Linked DNA regions of Oryctolagus cuniculus: region 2 is linked to region 1. Evidence: chromatin contacts called from public Micro-C data. All regions are on one chromosome and are shown on one strand. The core of a region is the stretch at or near the end of the contact, and the rest is flanking DNA. Distances in the headings are between cores, read along the strand shown. Region 1 overlaps ROR2 (receptor tyrosine kinase like orphan receptor 2). Region 2 holds the start of ROR2 (receptor tyrosine kinase like orphan receptor 2).

Region 1 (4,755 bases), core at 1,521-4,020:
CCCCACCAGCAAACACCACCAGCTGGGGGGTGAGGGCTTCAGTTAAGGATAGTGGGTAGGGGGAGAGAGGCATTTGTATAATCCTTAGCTGTCGGAATGGCCAGGGCATTTCTGTGCCAGAAGTCCCGGATCCACCACAGTTTCTAAAAGGAGTTGATTCAGCGGAAGTATTACTGTCCAATTACATAGGTGACTACTTTCAAAGCTCCAGCCTCCAAAGCAAGAATGCGGAGAATGGCAGACAGGTTGGGATGGTTCTGTTCTCAGCAGCCTGTTTCAATGCACAGTGCCGATGGCCCCCACACACTCACTGGCTGCCCCTCTACTGGCATCTGTATGAGATCCTGGGACTCGGCGGCGGTCAGAGTTTGTGGTGTCCCTCCTGGAGTTTGCAGGACTGGAGAAAGTCAGGTTATTCTAAAATTTGGACTCTGGTGAGCGGCCTCTGGGAAGGGGTCAGTTTGCAGGGAGCTGGAAGAGGAAGGAACATTTTGATTTGGGGACAGCCTGTTGTTCTGAAATCTGGGGAGTGGACCGTGGCTTGGTGAAGGGGGCCAGGGCAGTGTGCCCTGGGTTGTGCAGAGGTCCCGACACAAACAAGACTTGGTGCTTCAGAGGTGCTGAGAGGAAGTGGTCTGGCTTATGGGCAGGTGGTGGGGGAGTCCCAGGTTGGCAGGGGCTGGCCCTGCGCTGCTCAGCATGGCCTGGTTCTTCAGGTGCTTGAAAACAAATGAAGTGAAGAATTTGGGCCCTCAGTCCTAGGAGCTGCATATAAATGTAGCCAGAGGCTCCCATGAGGTTCAGCCTAGACCGAGAACGGTCCAGCCTCACCCCCTCCCCGACCCGAGCTGTACCACTCATAGCTCCTTAGGTCACTGGAAAAGTTCGCGTTTTATTACACGTTGCTGGAGCTGGGAGGCCTGAGGTTGGGGCCTGAGATGGGCCTGAGATCTATGCTGTGAGGAGCTGGCTCTGTCAGCTGTAGGGTGTGATGGAGGAGAAGCAGAGGGACCAGATGAAGGGTGTGCAGTACCATGAGCTGGCTTTCTGTGGACTTTGGTGTCCCATGGAGAAATGGGTTAAGATGCGCTGCAGACCTGCAGCCCCCGGGGGGGCACACTGGCTTCCTTGTGGGCCTGGGGAAGGGAGGGGGCCTGGGAAAGGACATGGGGAGTGGGGTGATCCTGAAGGAGTCCGGGAGGCAGGGACGGCTGCAGTGTTCATGCCTCACTCAGGAAGATGCATTTGCTTATGGAGGGGAAGCCACGACCATCGGCTAGAGTTTAATAGACATTTTTATTCCCAGCCAGTCAGCAGCTCAGACATTTCTAAGTCTGGTCCGATGCCTTGGGTAGTGTTCTTTGCCCTCCCTTTTGGGTATGTGAGTAGCACGTCAGGCTGAGGTTAGGGATAGGGCGCTGCTGGATGAGTTGCTTACCTGGGATCTGATTGCCTGCTGACTTTGTTAACTCGGAAGTGCTGGGGTTAAAAACCGTGTGTGCTTCAGTGCGTTCCCAGTGCCGAGGGGAGTTTCAGTGCGAGTTTGGAAGCTTGCCCTGGACCTCTCCGGGGGTGGGGGGGCACTGCAGCCCTGATTGCAGAGGTAACTTGTCAAGCACGCGTGCACTTCCCCATGTATGTGTGTGTGTGTCTGCATGTCCGTGTGCACACGTGCAAGATTACAAAAGCAAAAAAGCCCAGAATACCCGGCCCTGTTTTCTTTGTAGTCTGGTAGGTGCTGCAGTTCTGAGCTGGGCTTGGCCAGAACACAGGCGTGCGTACCTCGTGGCTCCAGCAAGCCCAGGGCCAGGCCTTGAGTGTGGTTCTGCTTTGGCTCAATCCCATGATAGGTGCACTCCCCCTGCCTCCCTCCACCACCCTCTAGGAGGGGTGCAGGGCCTTGCTTAGCTCACAGCAAGCACCCAGAAGCAGTGCCTACTGTCCTGCTATTTGAGAGTGTCACAGTCATGATTCCTGGTGGATCCATCGGCTCCTAAGCACCAGGACCTCCACACCCTCTGGGACAGGACTCATGATAAACGGTCCCCTAAGCCCCCGTGTTCCCCTGGCAACCTCTGGTCCTGTGGTGTGACTTGACTTTTGAGGGACAGCTCTCGTCCCATAGGGGACTGCAGCTTCCTTCCTTTCCAGCCCCTCACCCTCTAGGGGTGGAAGGAGCGCCTGGCAACCCCATACTCTTGATCCCTGCCCTTTTGTTCAAACTGCTTCTGGGAGTGTCATGGGTTGGCCACATGTGGCTTAAATTAAATATAAAAATAATAACTGGAGGCACTGTAATAGCCATTTCTTTAATCCAATTACTGTTTACGATGCACACCCATCTGCAGAATCAAGGATAAATTGGCTGGTGGGCCAGTCTGTCCATCAGTGACCTGACAGCTTTACTTGGGTCTGAGCAAAACAGAATCTAAGAATTGACTGTAAAAGACTGTGCCAGGGTTTGGCATTAGCTGTCACCCCTCTGTATCTCTGGGTTCCACATCCGGGCATTCAACTAACTTGGGATTGAAAATATTTGGGGAAAAACAATGTGTCTGTACTAGACACGTACAGAGTTTTGCTCCTCGTCATCATTCCCTCAGCAGCACAGTGAGATACTTGTTTACCTTGTGTTGGATATTGTAAGTAATCGAGAATTAAAGTGCTGCAGGACGTGTGCAGGTTATAGACAGCCACTGCTCCATTGTCTCTAAGGCACTTGGGCTCTCGGGGATTTGGGTGTCTGTGGGAAGCTCTGGTAGCTACCCCCAAGGATGCCAAAGAATGACAGGAGTGGACGTATGTGAGAAAATGATCCCAGGGCGTGTTGTGACTTACAGATGAAAAGCTGGCCTTGAATATCCGTATGCCAAAGCACCACGGTTATTAGGACTGATGCTGGCTTTTGGGATCCTGCTGTAGCACCAGTCTAGCAAGTGAGTGGAGGCTTGCTGGGAGTTTTGCATTCCCTGTTACGTCGGACATGCAGTGTGTATACACACATGTATTTAATTGCCTTTGTTCAACTACTTACAAAAGCTTACGTTTGGCCTAGAAACCATTTGCTCTTTTGTTCCAAGGCTATATTTGAAATGCATGTAATACAGCCCGTGTTTTGTAAAATCAGTGCTTTGGAATGTTGTGGGAAGTGGAGAGAATTTCCCAACGCCAGGAGAGGTGGGGCTGCTCTTGTCTCTCCGCTGGCCCCCTGTGTTCTGGCTCGGCCAAAATAGACGCAGCTGCGCAGCTGCTGGCCAGGGGGAGGAGCTGCTCGAGGCCCATGTGGAAGCCCCAGGGGGAGCTCCTGACCGAACTGTGCGAGGGGAGGGTGGGGTTACAGGTGCCGGGGAGCAGATCCTGGGCTGCCCCTGCCGTCTGTGACAGGCTTTGGCACGGAACTGAACAAAAATTGTCTTGCAAAGAGAAAACAGCCATCAGCGGAGTTGGCTGCATTGCCATGGAGACAGTGCCTGTTGCTCTCTGTTTACCGAACGCCAGTTTCTCAGTTCACATCGGTCATGCGTGCTAATTGGCAAACATGTTGCACGTGTTTCTGGTTTATTTGCAAACTTTGTGTGTGTGTGTGTGTGTGTGTATGATGCTTCTGTAGGTTTCACACAGACTGGGGATCCCTCAAAGCTAACCACGCAGAGAGTGAACACAGAATCCTGATCACAGAGGCAGAACGAATGCTGGGTCTGTGATTGAGAACGTGGGCTCAGCATGGGCCTGTGCCCCGTGACTCTTGGCCCCCAGCTGAGCTTCCCTGAGCTGGCCAACGATACTTTCCAGGCCTCAGTGTGCTACTCTGCAAGATGGGCACAGTGACCGTCAGTCTCGTGGTACTTCTGAGCTCGCAGTGAATGGGTAGTTGTGTGGCCAGTGCCAACCCCAAACCTGGCTCCATGAAGCCTTAACCTTGGTGTCCATGTGCCTGACATCCCCTTGGGATGGGTTGGTACTCCCTAGAACATGGCATACTCCCTAGGGTCCAGAACAGAGCCTGAGAGGTACTCCGTCCATATCCTCTGGCACTGATGGCCAGCAGGTGACCCAGGGTGCAGAACACTGGGGAGTGTGTCCCTCCTGTCGGATGGATAGAGCATGCTCCCTGAAGTCTCCTCATTTAGACAGCACAGAGAACGGAGTGGTAGGGCTGAGGTTTACCAGATGGCCACAAGGCAGACTTGGGCACCTTCAGCGGCGGATTGCACTGCTGCTTCCAGTCATCTCCCTGCAATGAGAGAGACTCTGTGTCCTCAGGGAGAGCAGAGTGGGCACATGTAGAGCAGAGGGCAGAGCACGGTGCTGCAGAAATGTGGGGGGAAATCTGGGTACCCAGATGGGTACCGATGGACGTGGCCCCTGAACGTTTCCACAGCAAGTGTTTGCTGGAGCCCACTGCATTGTCGGCACTGGCAGCACCTCGGTGGGAGGTGGTGAGGTCCCTGCCTTCCCCCGGACTCGCTGCCTGCCTCCTCTGAGTAGACGAGGGGCGATCAGGAGGCAAAGGGTGGACAGGGACAGAGGACGGGGAGCAGAGAGGCCAACCAGTGAGCAACAGGAGGACCCGGGTTCCAGGTGCCGCAGGAAGGTGGGGCCGGGATGGAATGAGCGGTGGTCAGGGAGGCTGTGGCTTACTAAGGAGGGGATCTAGAGGCAGCATCCGGCCAAACCCCACACAGAGTTGGGGATGCTCCAGGCAGGAGGTGGGTGGGGGCTGAGTCGCTGTCCCTGGTGGGGTCCTGCTTGTGC
Region 2 (4,755 bases), core at 1,604-4,103, 170 kb before region 1:
AGTGTACATGATTTGTCTAGTTCCCTTCTGCAATGAAAAAGCCCCCTGCCCTGCAACCATTAGACCACTGTAGAAATGGCCATGTGTGACTTCCAGGGCTAGTTTCTAAGAGACACCAAGGCTTCTTGCAGGACCTCTTTAGCATCACTCCCTCTAGGGGGCGCTAGCTGCTATGTGAGGTTACCCAAGGAGCCGGGAGGCTAGGTAAGATTTCCTGCCCCGCATCTGAGGGATCTGTCTTAGGAGCACCCTCCAGCCCTGCTGTGACTTTAGATGACCTCAGCCCTGGTGGGCAACTTCCTGCTGCCTCCTGGGAGACCTGAGCCAGTACCACCTAACTAAGCCCCTCCAGAATTCTCCACCCCCTAAAAAAAACTAGGTGAAATTAGGAAAGCATACTGTTTAAGCTATTCCATTTGGAAGTTATTTGTTATGCAGTAACTGATAACTAAAACAGGTGGGAAGTCATATTCTGCTAACTACTGGGAAAGTGCCAATTTTTTTCTTACTGTGTTTAACCCTCAGTTCCAACCTTCAGTTCCAGTTCCTTTTCTTAGAGAAAGAAAAGGAGGGGGAAGGGAGAGAGAGAGAGAGAGAGAGAGAATCTTCCATCTGCTGGTTCATTCCCCAAATGGTTGCAATAGCCAAGGCTGGGCCAGGCTGAAATGGGGAGCTTCCTCTGGGTCTCCCACTTGGGTGCAGGGGCACAAGGACTTGGGCCATCTTCTGCTGCTTTCCCAGGCCCATTGGAAATGAAGCAACCAGGACTAGAACTGGTACCCATATGAGAGGCCAGTGTTGAAGATGGCAGCTTAACCTGCTAGACTACAGTGCCGGCCCAGATACAATCCACGTTCCTAACTTCCACCCAAGAAATGGTCAGGAAAATATAGGTTGTTGTTTAAATTATTTTTTTAAAAAGATTTTATTTATTTATTAGAAAGAGGTACAGAGAGAGGTAGTGACACAGAGAGAGAAGACCTCTATCTGCTGGTTCATTCCCTAAAGGCCACAGGGCTGGAGCTGAGCCGCTCCGAAGCCGGGAGCCAGCAGCTTTTTTGGGGTTTCCACTTGGGTGCAGGGCCCAAGCACTTGGGTCATCTTCCATTGCTTTCTCAGAAGCATTAGCAGGGAGTTGGATCCGCGGTGGAGCAGCCGAGACTCGAAGCAGCGCCTATAGGGGATGCCGGTGCTGTAGGCTGGGGCTTTAAACCGCTGTGCCGCAGCGGGTTAAACTTTGGGGGCAGGTTAGTGGGTTCGGAGTCACATGAAACAGCCTGCAGGGGAGCCCACAGGTCATTTTCCTGAAGGTCACACACAAATGGATGGCGGAGTGACCAAGGATCAGGTTCTGGAACTGCACCCCCAGCCGTGCAGCCTGGAGGGCAAGAGGCACCTCCTGTTCCAAGGTGCACAGTCGCAGGGAGAGGACACAGCCTTGCCTTACGGTGACTCATTTTTCAGGATGGAGCCCCCAGAGTCCATCTCTGCAATCCCCGTCTGGTTTTCACCAGATCCAGAAGGGACAGGTTTGCAACGAAGTGCTTCAGGACTGACTCTTACAACCTGACTCACTCTAAAAGCTCCTTAAGGGCTCCCCAGGGAGGGTGAAAGGAGGAAAAACCCAAACAGAAACACATGGCCGTCCTCAGCCAACACCCCAGAGGGCGGCCCCCCTCTCAGACTGGCACCAGCGAGGGCAGAAGGCTGGGCTGGCCGTGGGGCTCCGGGTGGGGGTCCATGAAGGTGCATCATGAGGAAGCCCCCACATTTGCAGCAACCCCTCCTGTGGGTGAGGGAGGAGAACCGGGTGCTACGTTCCCCCTGGTACAAACGGGGCACACAGGGTTTGTCAGCTCACCATAGCAAGAGGACTTTGGTCTTCTGTGCTGTCAGAGGCACTGGGAAGGCAAAAAAAAATTTGCTGGTGTGGGGTTGGGGGTGGAAGGGGGGCAGCTCTGAGGCTTCCGCCAAGGCCAGGATTTTCCTTAATTCTCCCCAATTAACAGGGAATGGTGCCGTAGCACAAACACCAAACAAACCGCTTGCTAATCAGTTAAAAGATAAATCTCACAAAACAAACAATCGAGATACTGGAGAATCCAAATCCTGTCCCCCCAGAGAGGTAAGACAAAGAACATTCCTCGCTTACAAACAAGAGGGTCAGGCCTTCCAGATCCAGAGCCTTGCATGTGCCGAGAATAAGCAAGAAAAAATGCTGTTTGAATTGCGTTCAAAACGTCTTTTACAAGTGAGGCAAATTACTTCTGCATGTTCTGGGGCTCTGCTGAGAACAAATAGCGTTCTGCCTTTAATGGGTAAAATTACACAATTTGCTTTTAACATAAACCCAGAGCCGCGGTGGCTTCAGATAGCATCGCACTCCCGCGGGCTGCCTCCACGCGGTCCCACTGCCAGCAGTCCCGAGCAGTCTGGAGGGACACGGTTGTCGCCACGGGCATGGCAGGGCGCCGGCAGTGACAACCTGGCGCGTCTCCGGTTCCTGCGGCACCGCCGTCTTCTGGGACCGGGTGGAGGCTGGAGGCGCACGCTGTCCCTTGTGATCTAAGGTCCCCTAGGTGTCCCGGCTGTCCAGAAGGTGGGTGGTGACTGTTTACGGGAGCCTCTGCGGCGTGGGCAGCCCCGGCGAAATCCACCTGGACGCTCCCCAAGGACACACCCTGTGTGCCAGCGACCCTAAGCGCAGGCTGGGGAGGGAGAGGCGGCCCCTGCGCCCCGCGTCTCGGGCGCCCCACCCGCCGCCCGCTGTCTCTCCGGCAGGGGGCGCCGGCGCCGGCCTCGCTCTGCCCATCGGGGCGGGCGAGCAGGGGACCCTGCCTCCTGCGCGCCCGCCCGCGGTCCGCCCCCCGCGCTAGTCCCAGCGGCCGGCGGGACGCCCGCGCCCGCGCCCGGGAGCCTCCCCCAGCCAGCCCGCGCCGCGGCCGGAGTGGAGCTGCACCTCTGGGGCAGGAGAGGAGCTCGGCGACGAGATCCTCGAAGGGGACCGACTTGGGAAGCGCGGGAGGAGGAGGAGGAGGAGCGGACGCGCGCAGCCGAAAGGGGTGGTGGCGCCCGGCTCCGCAGCCCGAAGGCCGAGTGCGGAGGGCGGCTCGGCCCTCGCGGCCAGCGGCATGGCCTGGGGCTCGGCGCTGCCGCTGCGCGCCCCGGCCGTCTGGGCGGCCGCCGCCTTCCTGCTCTCCGTGCCCAGGATCTCAGGTAGGACCCGGCGCACCCATTCTTTGCTCCGCCGCCGCGCCGGCGCCCGTGCTCCCCAGCGAGGGGCGCCGGACAGAGCCTTTCCGCACCGCGCCTGGCGCCAGCCTCAGCCCCGCACCCCGGCCCGCGCCCCCGGGGCCACCCAGGGCTGGTTCCAATAAGCCGAGATGCGGGGCGGGCTAAGTGTTTCCAGAGGCCGGGGGCTTTCCGAGGGTCGTGGGGTTGAGCGCGCGTCCGGGGCCGTGGACCGCGTCCACCGCCGTGCGCCCAGGATCCCCGGACTTGGATCAGCCCTTCCTTCCCCGAGGGTACCCTTTCCGAGCTCACAGGCCCCAGTGGTCGCTGCCTGATCCGGAGGTCCCCACTCCAGGTGCTCGGCGGGCGCCCTGCTTGGACAAGACCCGGGGGAGCACCCGGGGTTCCTGGGTCCCGACCCTCCGTCCCCTGGGCCGCTCGGTGGAACGCGCTTTGGCTTGCCTTTTGTTGGCACTCGAACTCCCCTCTCCTCCACCGGGAATGGCCGAAGCGCGGCTTCTTGGGGGGCTGGGGTCAGAGGAGACACCCCCCCCCCCCCCGAGGACAGAGGAGAAAGCGCGGGGCTGGAGGCGTGGAGCTCGGCCATCCGATGGTTTGTTTCCTCGAGGGGAGCCCGCAGCTCTCGGGGGGCCCCTGGCGCAGGCCCGGCCGCGTGGACCTGGGGCGCGCTCGCCCCGGGACGCGCACAGAGGGCCTGCGGGGAGGCTCAGAGCGGGGTGTGGAGGAAGGCAGCTCCCGTCCGCGCCGAGCAGACCCCGGGGACACCTCCGGCCTGCACGCCCCCCGGTGCGGACTTGGGACACCCAGCGGGCGTGGGGAAGGCGGGCGGGGCGTCCAGGCCTCGGAGGATGAGAGACCGACGTGGGACGCCCCTTACACGTCCGTGGGCTGCCGTGCTCGCCCCGTCCCCCTCCCCACCGCGTTCCGGCAGGCAGGTGAGAACAAGGCGACTGTCGCGGGCTGGGGGTGGGGGGCGCTCCGCAGTTTCCGCGCCCTGCTGCGCTCGCTCTGCGCGCCCCGGGTGTCCGGACCTGCAGCCTGGGAGCGGCCCTTCCTGGAAGCAGGAGTGGGGGTGGGGGTGGGCTTGCGGTGTAAGCAGATGCGGATGACGTCAGGCGCTCCCGGTCCCTTGATTTGGGGAGGGGGTCTTAGCTTTGTGTCGTCGCTGTGGGTCAAAGCCTGAACCGCTGGGAAGTCAGCACTGTAAGTTCGTTAGTGACTTCTCTGGACTAATGCACCCCCAGTCCCTGTAGAGTCAGGGGGCCCCGGTGCTGGTGGCTGCGGGGCTGCCTCCACGTGCGGGGTGCGGGGCTGGGGTCTTGCGAACCGCGAGGCTCGGGTAGGTGCTGAGGGCCTTTGCTTGCAGCGAGGTTGTGCCCAGAACTGGAGAGTGGCCGTGTTGGGGGTGCAGTCACGTCCACATCGCCGCCGTCATCTCCAGGGGACACTTCAGACGTGTATGATGGACAGAGCAACCCAGGGGCGTTGTCGTGAGATTCTCTC

What was found. A called contact is a pair of places that touch in the nucleus more often than the background predicts.
Region 2: a Micro-C map of ear pinna shows a contact between it and region 1, with 7 times the contacts expected there. The contact joins the promoter of ROR2 here to the enhancer-like site in region 1. A contact is called at or near these places in 4 of 6 Hi-C or Micro-C datasets (ear pinna, psoas muscle, skin fibroblasts and 1 more).

What each region holds. Positions count from the first base shown.
Region 1 is chr1:140,154,601-140,159,355 of mOryCun1.1, reverse strand. All of the region lies in intron 2 of ROR2 (receptor tyrosine kinase like orphan receptor 2), which reads left to right. Among named protein-coding and RNA genes, the nearest start is that of ROR2, 170 kb to the left of the region's middle. Within about 2 kb of position 2,770, at least 1 of the 8 cell types and tissues checked has an H3K27ac peak or open chromatin away from gene starts, as enhancers often do.
Region 2 is chr1:140,323,395-140,328,149 of mOryCun1.1, reverse strand. It overlaps ROR2 (receptor tyrosine kinase like orphan receptor 2), which reads left to right and starts at 2,853. Exons shown (of 9, transcript XM_051847319.2): 1 at 2,853-3,216. The coding sequence starts at 3,132.